Linked DNA regions of Arachis hypogaea: region 1 is linked to region 2. The links are chromatin contacts, called in public Hi-C maps. All regions are on one chromosome and are shown on one strand. Each heading gives the region's core, a stretch centred on a gene start, on an enhancer-like site or on the middle of the called end of the contact. The rest is flanking DNA. Distances are from core to core; before and after follow the strand shown.

Region 1 (3,697 bases), core at 624-3,123, 140 kb after region 2:
TAAAACAGATAAAAAACATAAGGACAAATTAAATGCTTTATCCTTTCTATAACATGACAAATTATTTATGTTCTTAATCCTAATTATGTGGAAAGATGTGTAATTGGTGAATTGTTACAACTTTCATACCTTCTCTACTATGAAACGTTCCCTGTCTTCATAAGCACCAACCACCGGTCTTCCACTAATAATTTCTAAGAGTAGCACTCCAAAGCTGTAAACATCTGATTTTCGCGACACTTGTCCGGAACTAGCATACTCTGGAGCAAGATAGCCCCTGTGCCAAATGATTTGAGAGAAAACCCAAAAGGATCAAATATAGCTTCCTAGTTTGTACATATATTCATCTTAATCAACACATGAGTAGCACTCACAATGTCCCAGCAACTCGAGTGCTGATATAAGACTTGTCATCTCTTAGTAGCTTTGCGAGACCAAAATCCGAGACCTTCGGTGTGAAATCTCGATCAAGAAGGATGTTGCTTGATTTGATATCTCTATGCAGAATATGAGGCTTAAGTTCCTCATGAAGAAACGCAAGAACAGAGGCCACACCTATGGACACTTCCTTCCTTGCTTCCCAATTGAATCTCATCCTACTTTCCTCCGAACCTATAAATAATAATAACAATTTCAAGGCTTTTTTCGTCACAAGCTGTAATTCAATAAATTAGGTTAAAGTACCTAAGAAAGTGTGGTGAAGGTTGTTGTTCTCCATGTAATCATAGACTAGATATCTTTTTGCTCCTTCTACACAGCACCCTCTAAGAATGACCAAATTTTGGTGCTTGATATTTGCAAGCGTAGCCAATTCAGCCACAAACTCCCTCTCTCCTCGCATGGACTCCATCTCTATGGAAAGCACTTTCACTGCCACCAATGTCCCATCCCGGAGCCCCCCCTTCACAACAAACCAATCACACATAATTTCATGCCATTCCACGTGACATGAAATATTCTATAGTATAAAAGAGTACAATATAAACAAAATTTAAAATACATATAAAATATTATTCTCTATCAATTAGGTCGGAAGTATATTTTTGTTCATCAAAATAAATTTTTTAGATTTATTTTAATATTTATAAATTTTAGTGTGTACTCAAACTCTGGTATATTAAGAGTGAGAGGTTTATAAGTTATATAACCTTGTAGACAGAGCCAAAACCTCCTTCTCCAATTTTGTGAGAGGGATGAAAACCACGGGTGGCTGATGCCAACTCCCTGTAGGTGAAGACCCGAAAGTTTCCATCACTCTCGTCTTCCTTATTCGGCTCTTCTTCTGATAATTGGATGAAATTCAGACGTGGAAATTAAAGAGAAGAGGAATAAAAGAACACATTAATAATCACATGGTTAATTACAAAGTATACCTTGTTTGGTTTCTTCTTTGACAGAGAAACAAGTAGAAAAACATGAATGAATAATCTTCATCCCGCCAGAGAAGTAGAACAACTTCCGAGGATCTCGGGTTTTGGTGTTAGATTAATGAAGATCTTAATTTGGAGAAAATAAGTGTTGTGAGAAGGAAACATGTTTGAAAGAGTAATATTGGTAACTAGCTAGAGTAGTCTCATTTTTTGTCCGTAATAAACTAATAATAGAAAAACAAGAAAGGAAACACGGCACTCTCTAATTATCGGATAGTGGTGGAACCTTAGCTGTCTGAAGCGTTGAGCATTCATACATACATCATTCATATTTCGTTGACCAACGGAGTTTTCCAGTTTCCACAGCTGAAATTTCCATTTTTCTAAGCAAACAATTAATGCTTGTTCGTTGCAACTTGCAACCAAACCTTGTTTTGGATGCTTCTTCCAAAACTATTCCTCTAGTACTGCGGATTTAAAATTAGACTTTTGCTGGACTCAAGTAACTTATATAAAAGAAATTTTGATTTTTTTTTAAATATTGTTTTATATAATAAACATCTTAAAATCATTTTTTTTATATCTTTCACTTTGAAAATACTTTAGGACATTCATTTGTTAAATTCTGAAAGTCAAACTAATATTAATATTAATGATATTGGATTAGGTATATGGATCATCTTTTCAATGCCGTACTTGTATTATTATTATTATTATTATTATTATTATTATTATTATTATTATTATTATTATTATTATTATTATTATTATTATTATTATTATTATTATTATTATTATTATTATTATTATTATTATTATTATTATTATTTATCTTGTGTTTTAAGAACATATTTTAAGATTACAAATGAAAAAATTTTGGATTTAGCTAACATATATCCTAAAAATACATGATAAACTTACCATTAATAAAAAATTTAAAGGTTTTTATTTAATACATACAAAATAAATGTATTGAAAATTTAAATTTTTTATATTTTTAATGAAAACTTTTTTATTTTGTAATATTAATATGTGTCCTTAAGGTACATTATTTTTTTTTTCCGATGGTTGGTAAGACTCTCGACCCAAACAAAAAAAAAATGTTAGCACTTCGTGCTAAACAAAACGATAAACAGAAGTTCACAACAACTCAAATTCAAAAAACAACAAACAATCAAATATACAAATAACTCTAAACACAAATCACTAAAGATTCCTACACCCTTATTAGTCTCAATAGCTAAGTAAAACACCACAAATATCAACCAAGCAATCTGATACCACCTATAAAAATTTTATTATGTAAGATCTTTTCTTTTTAATTATATGAGAGAAAAGTTCTTGAAAAATGTCACCTTTACTGCTTACGGTTCGTCATTATTCTCTTTCTTATTCTTGTTACGATAGAAATCTCATTTATCTTCTTAGTTTCAACTAGTTCCTTTCTGAGATATGCTACTTCTGTTTCATTATCGTTGCAGGTCAACTTCAATTGAGTTCCCACTCTCCAAGTTTTGATAGTTTCATCTTCAAACTCTACCTCCTCATTTTCGCTAGTCCCTTTTTTCTCTCTGGTGAACACTCGCTGCTTTTTCTTTTACGGATCTCTTCTTATTTCTAGAGCTATTCGCTTTCGTTCTCTTATCCATCACACGTTTATTAGCCACGATATCTGCTCTCAATCTTCTTCTAGGTCTCATTGATATGTACTTTCATTTTTCTTCATCTATGATTTTAGAACATATATCACTCTACTCTTTTTGATTTTGTTGTTATTACTTTATCCATTAAAGAAGCTTCTATTTATAATAGCTTCTTCAAAATCCGGTTGATATAGGGGACAAATATAGACTCATCATCGTCTACTATGTAACCACCCTACCCCACAAGACCTGAGATTTCTCATTCCTTATGACGTTCACCGACACGCATTTGTTTAGGTATATATACGACATAGGTAGTAAGTTAGAATTATAACTCATGGCACTAAAACTTTTTAGCTTTTTCAAACAACAAGTTTTGTATAATTAATTAATTACCGCTATAATCAAATTTTTTTTATTTTGTTAATTTATTAAATTCACTAAATAATAAATTAATAGAAGAACAATCCTAGATGCATCATCAATTAACAATTAGTACATGATCATAATTTTTATTTTTAACCCAAAATACTTTTGCCATAGGATAAAGCAAATCAAAGCTTTAGTTATCCTTATGTAAAACCCTAACATCAACTAAACCATTAGCTTACCTAACCCAATTGTAGTTTAGCCATAATTAGAGACAACAACATTAGTCTTTATTTCCTTTTGATTTCCACACCT
Region 2 (3,199 bases), core at 66-2,565:
GCGTAGACAAAGTGGTGCCCGAACGTTACGAACGGTGACAGCAACTCTCACACCTTGTGGCCGTGGGATTTCCACTGTCTTAGAGTCTCTCACTTTCTTTTTTCTCTATTTTGACATTTGGGAGAGGAAAAATTTTGTTTGAGGATGAGAGGGAGGGCTCGAGGACTTTAGAAGGAGATCCGTCTTTTTCTCTTTTTTTTAAACAATAAAATAACGTCGTTTCATAAAATCAACTGAATCTTAATTCAACACAATTAATTAAAATTGTCAATTTTAATCGATAAACAAAATCATATTATTATCTAATTTGCAATTAAACTAATCTGATCAACTATTCGATCTAATTTTTATAACCATGCTTAACATGCTTAGCTTATGAAAAATATAGACACACAGCCATAAAAAATTTGATAAACAAAGATATATACACCCACATAATCATTAAAGTATACATACATGCATATAGACATAGTTCTATTATTTAGAGTAAAATAAACTTTAAAATAATCTCTAATTTTTTTTTCTAATGGTCACTTTAATCTCTTATCATTGTTTAGTAATTATTAGTTTCTAAACTTTTACATTATTAAATAAGTACGTACGTAAATTTGTAGTTAAAATATTTTAATTTCATATTGAACTATCAAATTTTATTAAAGAAAAAATAAAGAATTTATTTCACAATTTTAAAATACATAAACTATCTAATAAAAATTAACCATCAATTCGATATTTAAAAAGTTTAAATATTGACAAAAAAATTCCTAAAATATATTATCAATCAAATAATTTTTAAAATAATTTTTAAAATTTAACAAATGTATCCATAATTTTACTAGAATTCATTTTTGATAAGCGTAATATTAAAGTAGTTATTAAAATTATACGATTTAGCTATCTTTAAAAATATGACATAAAATTAAATAAAAGACACAAATTTATTGATACCTCTTTATCCTTGTAAAATTTTTGGATAATAATAACTAATATTTAGTGACAATTTTTATTTATTCATATAGGTCTATTTAAAATTTGTATATTAAAGTTAATTTTTAAAATAATTAAAATGTATTTTCATAAATGATTTTGAAAATATTCTAATTTATAACAAAAAAAAAGAAATGCAAATACAGAAAACTTTCAATTAATAAAATACAAAATATTAACTTTGTAATTTTTAAAAAGTAGAGAAAATAGGATGGTGATGTAACACGAGGACTGGAGGGTCGACGATATTATGCCACGTAGCTAACATTTTGCATCGAATGGGCCATGGCAGCAAATAATAGATGACACCTTCGCTGGTCCTTACCTTACTGCGTAACACGCAATCACCCCCCATTTCCCGGTCCTATATTTTCCCCAGATCTACACTCACTCAACTCCCAATCCCTTCACAAACACACACTCTCGCTCCATATCCAACCTCTGCTTCAGATCTACCTAGGGTTTTTCCTCATATCACCACTTCAATTTTCGTTAGAATATTGATTTGATGCTGGAGTTGGGAGGATGAAGTAAGGAACTGAATGTGAGGGGGGGCACAATGGGGACGATGATGGGTGGGGGATTATGGTATGAATCATCACCGAAAAGGGTTCCAAGGGGGGTCTGGTTAAGGTTCCAAATCTCAATGGGCGTCCTCGTGGGTGGAAATCACACCTCCTCCAGGTTTTGCACTCGCTAATCATCTCTTCTTCTCCACTTTCCGGCTTTCAAATCTTTCAAGAACCCTTTCTTAGTGTTCAATCAATCAACCGAACTCCGAACTTCCTTTTTTTTATTTAAATTTTTCTTTATTGGTGTTATCTTCAATCCTCGAATCCCATGGATGCCAAAGCCATGAAACTCCAGATCCTGAAGGGGTCCATAGCGAGGCGCGTGTTCTTCCGCTCAATCATGCTCGCCTCCGCCATCTCGATCGTTTCTCTGCTCCGCGCCTTCTCCGCCTTCGACTTGGCTGACTTAGCTCCGGTGACACTGACCTACACCGACTGCGTCGCCGCGGGTTCCCAAATGCGTTTCGAAAACGCCACTCTCCAGAGCCGCGTGCTCAGCACTTTCTGGAGCTCCTTCTACTGCGAGAAAGACGAAAACTTGACGGTCAACGTGGTCAACGACCTTATGAAGAAGCAACTGTTGGATTGCGGAGCCAAGAGCCTCTGCGTCGGAGAAGGTTCGGCGATGGCCGTCGCCGCCATGAAGCACATGGGATTCTCCAGCGTTACCGGTGTCCACAGGCACCGGTTCTTCTCCCTCAAGCAGAAGAAAATCGTGTACGAGCTCAATTACCAGGACTGTTCATTCGATTTCGTGCTGTCAAGGGATCTTGACAAGGTTTCTGTTCCTGCGTTGCTCGTTCTTGAGGTTGAGCGTGTTCTAAAGCCAGGTGGTGTCGGTGCCCTTCTTGTGGGTCCCACTGGCTCCAATTCCATCCCCAACGACCTCATTAGGTCTGCAACACCGGTTTCATCGTTGCTAAGATCTTCCACCGTTCTGCATGTTGGCTCTGTTGGTGATCTCAACCTTGTTGTGTTCAGGAAAAGGGTGGCAAATGATACTACTTCTGGTGCTTTCTATCAGTATCCACTTCCTGCGGATTGTTCTAGCATAAGTCTTACAAAGCCTTTGATTCAGCTTATGGAGTCTCTTGTGAGTCAGAAGCCGCCACTTGGGTATGAGAAGATGGTACCTTACTTGCCAAAGTTCGTGGATGTTTCTTCTAGGAAGAGGATGGTTTATATTGATATTAATGGGGGGCGAGAGATCCGCAATGCTGATGATAATCCTAGTGATTGGTTCTTGCCATCTTACCCTATTAGTCAAAAGGATTTCAATGTGTATTTTGTTCACTATAACACTTCTGTAATGTTGTCCTATGTGAAGCGACCTGGTGTGACATTTGTTTACTATCCCGGGTTGGCCGGTAAGGCCGCGGCCAAGGCTAATCTTGATGCTGCTGACGATGATGATGGAGATTTGGAACCGTTTGTTGGGGAGGACGAGTTTGATTTCCTTGCTTGGTTCAAGGAAACTGTGCAGTATGCTGATTTTGTTGTCCTCAAAATGAATGCAGGGAATGCTGAAATGAAGTTCCTCTTGGATGTGTTTGAGAGTGGAGCAATATGCTTTGTGGATGAATTGTTTCTGAGGTGCCCAGAGAGTGGAAATGACGATGAGAAAACTGTTATTGGCAAGG

Evidence for each region. A called contact is a pair of places that touch in the nucleus more often than the background predicts.
Region 1: a Hi-C map of an unstated tissue shows a contact between it and region 2, with 6 times the contacts expected there. The contact joins the promoter of LOC112696523 here to the promoter of LOC112696518 in region 2. A contact is called at or near these places in 3 of 8 Hi-C or Micro-C datasets (leaf and an unstated tissue).

The regions. Positions count from the first base shown.
Region 1 is chr6:29,650,683-29,654,379 of arahy.Tifrunner.gnm2.J5K5, forward strand. LOC112696523 (putative serine/threonine-protein kinase) reads right to left here and starts at 1,874. Exons shown (of 6, transcript XM_025749322.3): 1 at 1,374-1,874; 2 at 1,149-1,282; 3 at 685-901; 4 at 375-612; 5 at 130-277. The coding sequence starts at 1,434.
Region 2 is chr6:29,516,028-29,519,226 of arahy.Tifrunner.gnm2.J5K5, forward strand. It overlaps LOC112696518, which reads left to right and starts at 1,316. Exons shown (of 1, transcript XM_025749315.3): 1 at 1,316-3,199. The coding sequence starts at 1,828.